2 separate regions of the Sus scrofa genome follow, and region 2 is linked to region 1. The links are chromatin contacts, called in public HiChIP or PLAC-seq maps. All regions are on one chromosome and are shown on one strand. The core of a region is the stretch at or near the end of the contact, and the rest is flanking DNA. Distances in the headings are between cores, read along the strand shown. Region 1 holds the start of PAFAH2 (platelet-activating factor acetylhydrolase 2, cytoplasmic). Region 2 holds the start of FAM110D (family with sequence similarity 110 member D).

Region 1 (2,896 bases), core at 231-2,730:
CTGAGCCATAAGTGAAATTTAATGAGAAAATTGATTTTGCCTAGGACTTGGTACATTTTACGTGCTCATAAAACGTTAGGGATTCATTAACAATGCTATGTCTCTCATCAGGCCCAGCCAAGCTTTTTTTTTATACCCCCTCCCACACTCCCAGATTTTTCTGGTTTTTCTGGATTACACCCTTTGACAAAATGGTTTCTTTCCTCCCAGCCTTTTCAGGCCTGAGACACTCCTACCAAAACCAGAGTCTACTAAACAGGCCCAGAAGAGCCCAGAGGGAATGGACAGGACTTGCGCTGCAGCTGTCCATCTCCTGGTGGGGCCCCATTTCCAGTGAACAGGGACCGCCCTTCTGCCAGCTGCCTGGACTTTTCATCACTGGCTATTTCAGGACAGAGTCCAAGATAAGCATTTCTCTGGGACTTCCTTTCAGACAAAGCTCTCTGGAGACTTAAAGCTCATTAGTCTGAAGTTTGGTCTCTGAGGGAGTGAGTAATACCATCCTGTTCTTAGAAAATGGAGCCGCCAAACACTCGATGGCAAGTTTGAGCAACAATGGGGCGGAACTATAAAAGGAGCCAAGAGAGCATTCTAGAACATTCATAATTATCATAAAAATGATCGCTCTCGCTTGTGGAGGCTTTACAGTTTATACAGCACTTTCACACATATTAGTCTACTGGCTCCATAAGACAGCCTCAAGCTAAGACTGAGAGAGCAACTGTCACCTCCACTTGGCAGACAAAGAGAGTGAGTCCCAGAGAAGTCGTATGATTAGCCCAGTCACACTGCGAGAGAGCTGCAGAGCTGGAATCAAACCCCGGTCTGCTGACTTTAAGTCCTGGGCTCTTCCGTGGATTGAGAAGGAATGGTGACCCTTCTTCCACTAGCATGAAAAACAGAAAAGTTAGGGCAAGAATGAAGCACACAGAAGGGGCAGCGCACAAGGAAGCCCAGGTTTCAGAGGGGTGACGCCGTGGGCTCAGGGTGGGGCTGTGGACTCCGCTCACCGTGGGATTCCGGGGCAGCTGGGGGAGTGACAGCGCAAGATGACAGTGGGAGAATGAAGGATGCGGGTGGATACTCGAGGTGTCTCAACAGGAAACAGAAAGTAATGTGCAGTTGCTAGGATTGAGAGGAGGAGTCTCCAAACCGGGCTGGAATATGAGAAACTCCGCAGACACTTCAGTTCAGAATAAAAGTTTTCTCCAATCAAACTTACCCAGTCAAGGTGATCCCTCAGAAGCAGCCCAGACTATCACCTCAACGGAATCGAGACGCTGCCCCGGAGCCCCTGGCCCTTCGGTAGTTGTAGTTTCCACAACTCAACCTTAGCGCTTAAAAACGTGTCCCGCCCCTCTGTCCGGAACTATAACTCCCGAGGTGCACCGCGCGAGATTGCCCATAAAGACCCTAGGACTACAATCCCCAAAATTCCACACGGCCCCCCTCATCGTTGGGCGCAACCCCAAGGCCGGGATGCGGTACAATTCCTCCACCTGGTGGTCGATTATGAAAGCCTGAGCGGAGGATTACGGTTTATAGTTCCGGTTAGTAACCCTCCGCCTAATTGTTCCTCAAATAATCCCTGGGTGTGTCTGAGGGTAGCTGGAGCTTTTTTTTTATTCTCAGGGAATAAGTCTGATCTTGTTTTGTGTTCCCCACTTTGCTTCCTGTGAGAGTATAAAACTGCTCATTCAAATTCAGGGCACATTCCCCACCAACCTGTACCTGTTGACACGTGATATTCCATTGTCCTACAGAAATGCATGGCCAGAACTGAGAGGATCCTGAGAGATCCCGCGCTGTCCCACCAGCCCCTCCGTCCATCCTCGCTTTGCCGGTTCTTAGGGACACAATGGTGAATAGGTTACTGTCGCTAGCCTAAAAAGAATTCACAGTCCAGCAGAGGATTGGGACAAATGAATAATTACACAGTGCTGTGCGTTTTCTAATGGGGAAAAACCAAGGGGTTGTGGGGGCCTTCTTGTAAAGAAACACCTGCCCAGGCCTGGGGAAATGGAACGGTGTTATCACGGCTTCCTGGAGATTTTACAGAAATGTTAAAATTGAGAACTGAAGGAATAGAACTTACCGGGGGTACTGAGAATGTGAAGAATGTTTTACACCCCAGCTGGAGCACAGAGCATGCGGGATGGAATAAAGAGTCATATCTGAGGAGGAAGGGCCACATCCTCAGGAGCCTTGTAAACTTCCATAAGAAATCTGGATTATTCAAGCAGCTCAAAAACTTTCAAAGGCTTCCTACTACCTACTGAATGCAGTACTAACTTCTTAGCTTGGCATTCAATGTCCTCCCCAACCTGGACCCCCACCTACTTCCTCAGAAGTATTGCCAGTGGTGTTCTCTGCCAGGAATCGCCCCTCTTCTGCCCTACCCCCAGCTGTTCACCTCCTCACCAATCTCAGGACTAGCAGGTTCTGGAGTCCTAGTTGTGGTACAGCAGAAATGAATCCGACTAGGAACCATGAGGTTGCGGGTTTGATCTGTGGCCTCGCTCAGTGGGTTAAGGATCTGGCATTGCTGTGGGCTGTGGTGTAGGTCACAGATGCGTTGCTGTGGCTCTGGCATAGGCTGGTGGCTACAGCTCCCATTCGACCTCTAGCCTGGGAACCTCCATATGCCGGGGGAGCAGCCCAAGAAATGGCAAAAAGACAAAAAAAAAAAAGAAGACTATCAGGTTCTTATTGTTACCTCCACACTTATATTCATGCTCTTCCCTCCACTAGGCACTCTGCCCTGCCTGGTGGCCTGTCTAATCCTGTTCTTCCGTGGAATCTACCTCTCCACGAAGCTTCTCTGATTCCGCTCCAGTCCCAAACCACCTCTACACCCTCTAGGTGCTTACCTCACACCGCCTTGCATCTTCTACCA
Region 2 (2,780 bases), core at 101-2,600, 130 kb after region 1:
CACAATATGGAACTATCATGGACCTACTCACACTCACACAATACTCCCTTTAACTAGGTAATAAAAATCTCTTGGAGTCCCTGGTAGTGCAGTGGATTAAGGATCCATTATTGACACTGCTGTGGCTCAGGTCATAGCTGTGGCTCGGGTTTGATCCCTGGCCCAGGAACTTTCACATGCCATGGGAGCAGCCAAAAGGAAAAGAAAAAAAAAAAATCTCTTACCTGGAGATGGGCCTTCTCATTTTCAAACTTATTACCTTACTTGACAGGCAGAAGGTGCAATGGAAAGAATGGATCAGGGTTGGAATTAGGTAAATCCCTCCTCCAATCCTGTTTCCTTACCTGTTAAGTGGGGTGGTCACCCCTGCTGAGCCCTCTCTTTAGGGTCCTTGGGAGGGACAAAGGAGATCAGAGAGCACTTGTATGAATATGCTTTGCAAACATTAAAAAGTGCTAGAAGGGAGAGAAAGGGATTTGATAAAAGTAGGCAGATCTGGGGGGAGGCAGGGACCCCTTGGGAGGGGCATTCCTCTTTGAGCTCTGGGTACTGCTGGGGAGAGAGGAGGAGCTCTCCTGGAACCAACATTTTGGGGACAGGGCTTCCCCTTGAGACATGAGGTGTCAAATAAGAAACTGTGCCAGCTCTAGAAGTCCCCAATGGGGCAGAGAAGGAAAGAAGTCCTTTACCCAGTAAAAGGCCCCAGTATCAGCCCTTCATCACCTCTTCCCAGCCAGTTCCATTTGTCGTCAGAGGACCTTGGGCAGAGGCACCTCTGGTGGGCTCCTTTGTGACCTTCATGCCAAGACTTGCTGGGAGGGGCTCACCCTGGATATCGGCAGCACCACTACCCCCCTTAAGTTGCAGATTCCTGGCCTCTCTCCTAGGGAGAGCAAACTTGACACCATCCACACACCTGGACAAGGCAGGTCTAAACCTGTTACAAAAGGAAAACAGCATGGTTAACTAGAACCCTGCCCTGCCTTCCCATCAGAACTAAGAGGATCTGCCAAGACCCAGCAGAGGGGGTTGACCCCATATAAATAGCATGTCCCCCACCCCCCAAGACCTGTGGAGGAAGTATGGGAATCAAGAGACTTTGTTTGGGGTGCTGGCTGTGCCCAAAGCTCACTGTGCCTCTCTGTGCAAATCACTTAACTTGCCAGGGCCTGTTGATTATCTGGAACATGAAGGAGCTGGACGTGGTCCAAAGGTCCTCCGCAGCACTGAGACTGTGACCAGGAAGGAGTTAACAGAGGCCAGGCTCCAGGTCAGGAAGGCAAGGGTTAATCCAAGGGGGGTGGAGGCTCTCTCTGCTTTTCCTGTGGAGAGTGAGGTTTGGCTGCCACCAAAGTTACTTCCAGTCGCTGCTGTCCCTCCTGCCCTCAGTCTAGACCTGCCTTGGGGACCCTGACATTCAGCCTCCCCATGCAGAGGTGAGTGTTTCCTAAGCCCAGAGCTGGGGTGGGAGGGCTCCCAGGCACCCAAGGGCAAGGAGGCTGGCACCAAGCCAGTGAGCACAATCCCCCAGCCTGCATCTGCATCCAGAGCCAAAGTTTGGGCCAAGTTTGGATCACTAACCCCAGTCCTATGAGAAGGTGGGCAAAGGGGTGGAGGGCACAAGATGTCTGCCAGGCGTCTAGGGGTGGAACGTCTGTGGTTGGGCACCAAGGCACCCCAGCAGGCAGAGAAGAGGCAGTGGACAGCAAACTATTTTGGTCCCTGTATTTAGGAACTTTTTATAGCCTCCTGCTTAGGGCTGGGAAGAGGACCGGACAGGAGAGTACCCATGAGGTCAGACCAGCACAGTGCCCTCCTGGGACCTTGGAATCTGACCTAGGCCAGGTTGAGTCCTTGGGAGGCAGGGAGGAGGGCACTTTTAGGCTCTCCTTGCTGCTTGGATTCCCAGTCCCCAGCTACTTATGGGCTGACTTGCTAGAAACTCAATGGGTGTGTGTGTGAGTGGGTGTGTGTGCGTGCATGCGTGTGCATACACAGGTTGCACTGGGGTGAGTGGGTTGGCAGAGTCTCTGCCCCCATGACCCTCACATGAGGTCCCTTCCCCCCATCTCTGGCAAGTTCTGTCCCTTTATTGCCTGGGGACTTGAGGTCTCCTTAGCCCCCAGAACTGATGTGTCCCTCTCAGCTGAATGGAGGATGGGAGGACCAAGGGGAGCAGGGGTTGGGTGGAGTGTGCTGAGCCACGTGGGTGGCCCATTCTGTTACTGCCAAGGGAACTGTCAGCTCTTGATTTACAACCCCTCCTGGTCCTCCTTCCCCAGCAGAAGGGAGGTGGAGGAGAAGGGTCAGGGGGTCTCAGGATGAGAGACCCTGAGGGCAGATTTCTGGGAGTACAAGTTATTAGGAAGAATTAGTGGAAGGAAATTTTTAGTGAGGTAAGGGTCTCATTTCTAATGGAAATTGCTTGGTTTTATAGCAGCAGGAATAGAAGTGAAACGTAGAGGCAAGTTCTGATGGGCAAGTGAGAGATTCATTCTGAACTAGTTCTGGACTGCAAAGCAAGAGATCTGGGTTGCAGCCCTGGGCCCCAGCTCTCAGACCTGAACAAACCCCTCCTCTCTGGGCCAATTTTCTCTTCTATGAAATGGAAATGCAGAGGTAAACAAGTTGATGTTTACAGCTGGGCATTCTGGAATCCCCTTGGCAGCGGCACAGAATGGGTGGCAGGTAGCTAGCTGATGTGACGTGGTGACCACTTCCCTTTCCTCTGATGGCCCCGCTGGGCCTGGGTAGGGCAGTTGGCTGCAATTACTGGAGGC

The links. HiChIP or PLAC-seq counts read pairs in DNA pulled down with a chosen protein or histone mark.
Region 2: an H3K27ac HiChIP or PLAC-seq map of skeletal muscle shows a contact between it and region 1. The contact joins the promoter of FAM110D here to the promoter of PAFAH2 in region 1. A contact is called at or near these places in 2 of 2 datasets of contacts at active chromatin or transcription factors (alveolar macrophages and skeletal muscle).

The regions. Positions count from the first base shown.
Region 1 is chr6:83,445,487-83,448,382 of Sscrofa11.1, forward strand. PAFAH2 (platelet-activating factor acetylhydrolase 2, cytoplasmic) reads right to left here and starts at 1,481. Exons shown (of 11, transcript XM_005665126.3): 1 at 1,223-1,481.
Region 2 is chr6:83,580,012-83,582,791 of Sscrofa11.1, forward strand. It overlaps FAM110D (family with sequence similarity 110 member D), which reads left to right and starts at 1,351. Exons shown (of 2, transcript NM_001244271.2): 1 at 1,351-1,436. The coding sequence starts at 1,429.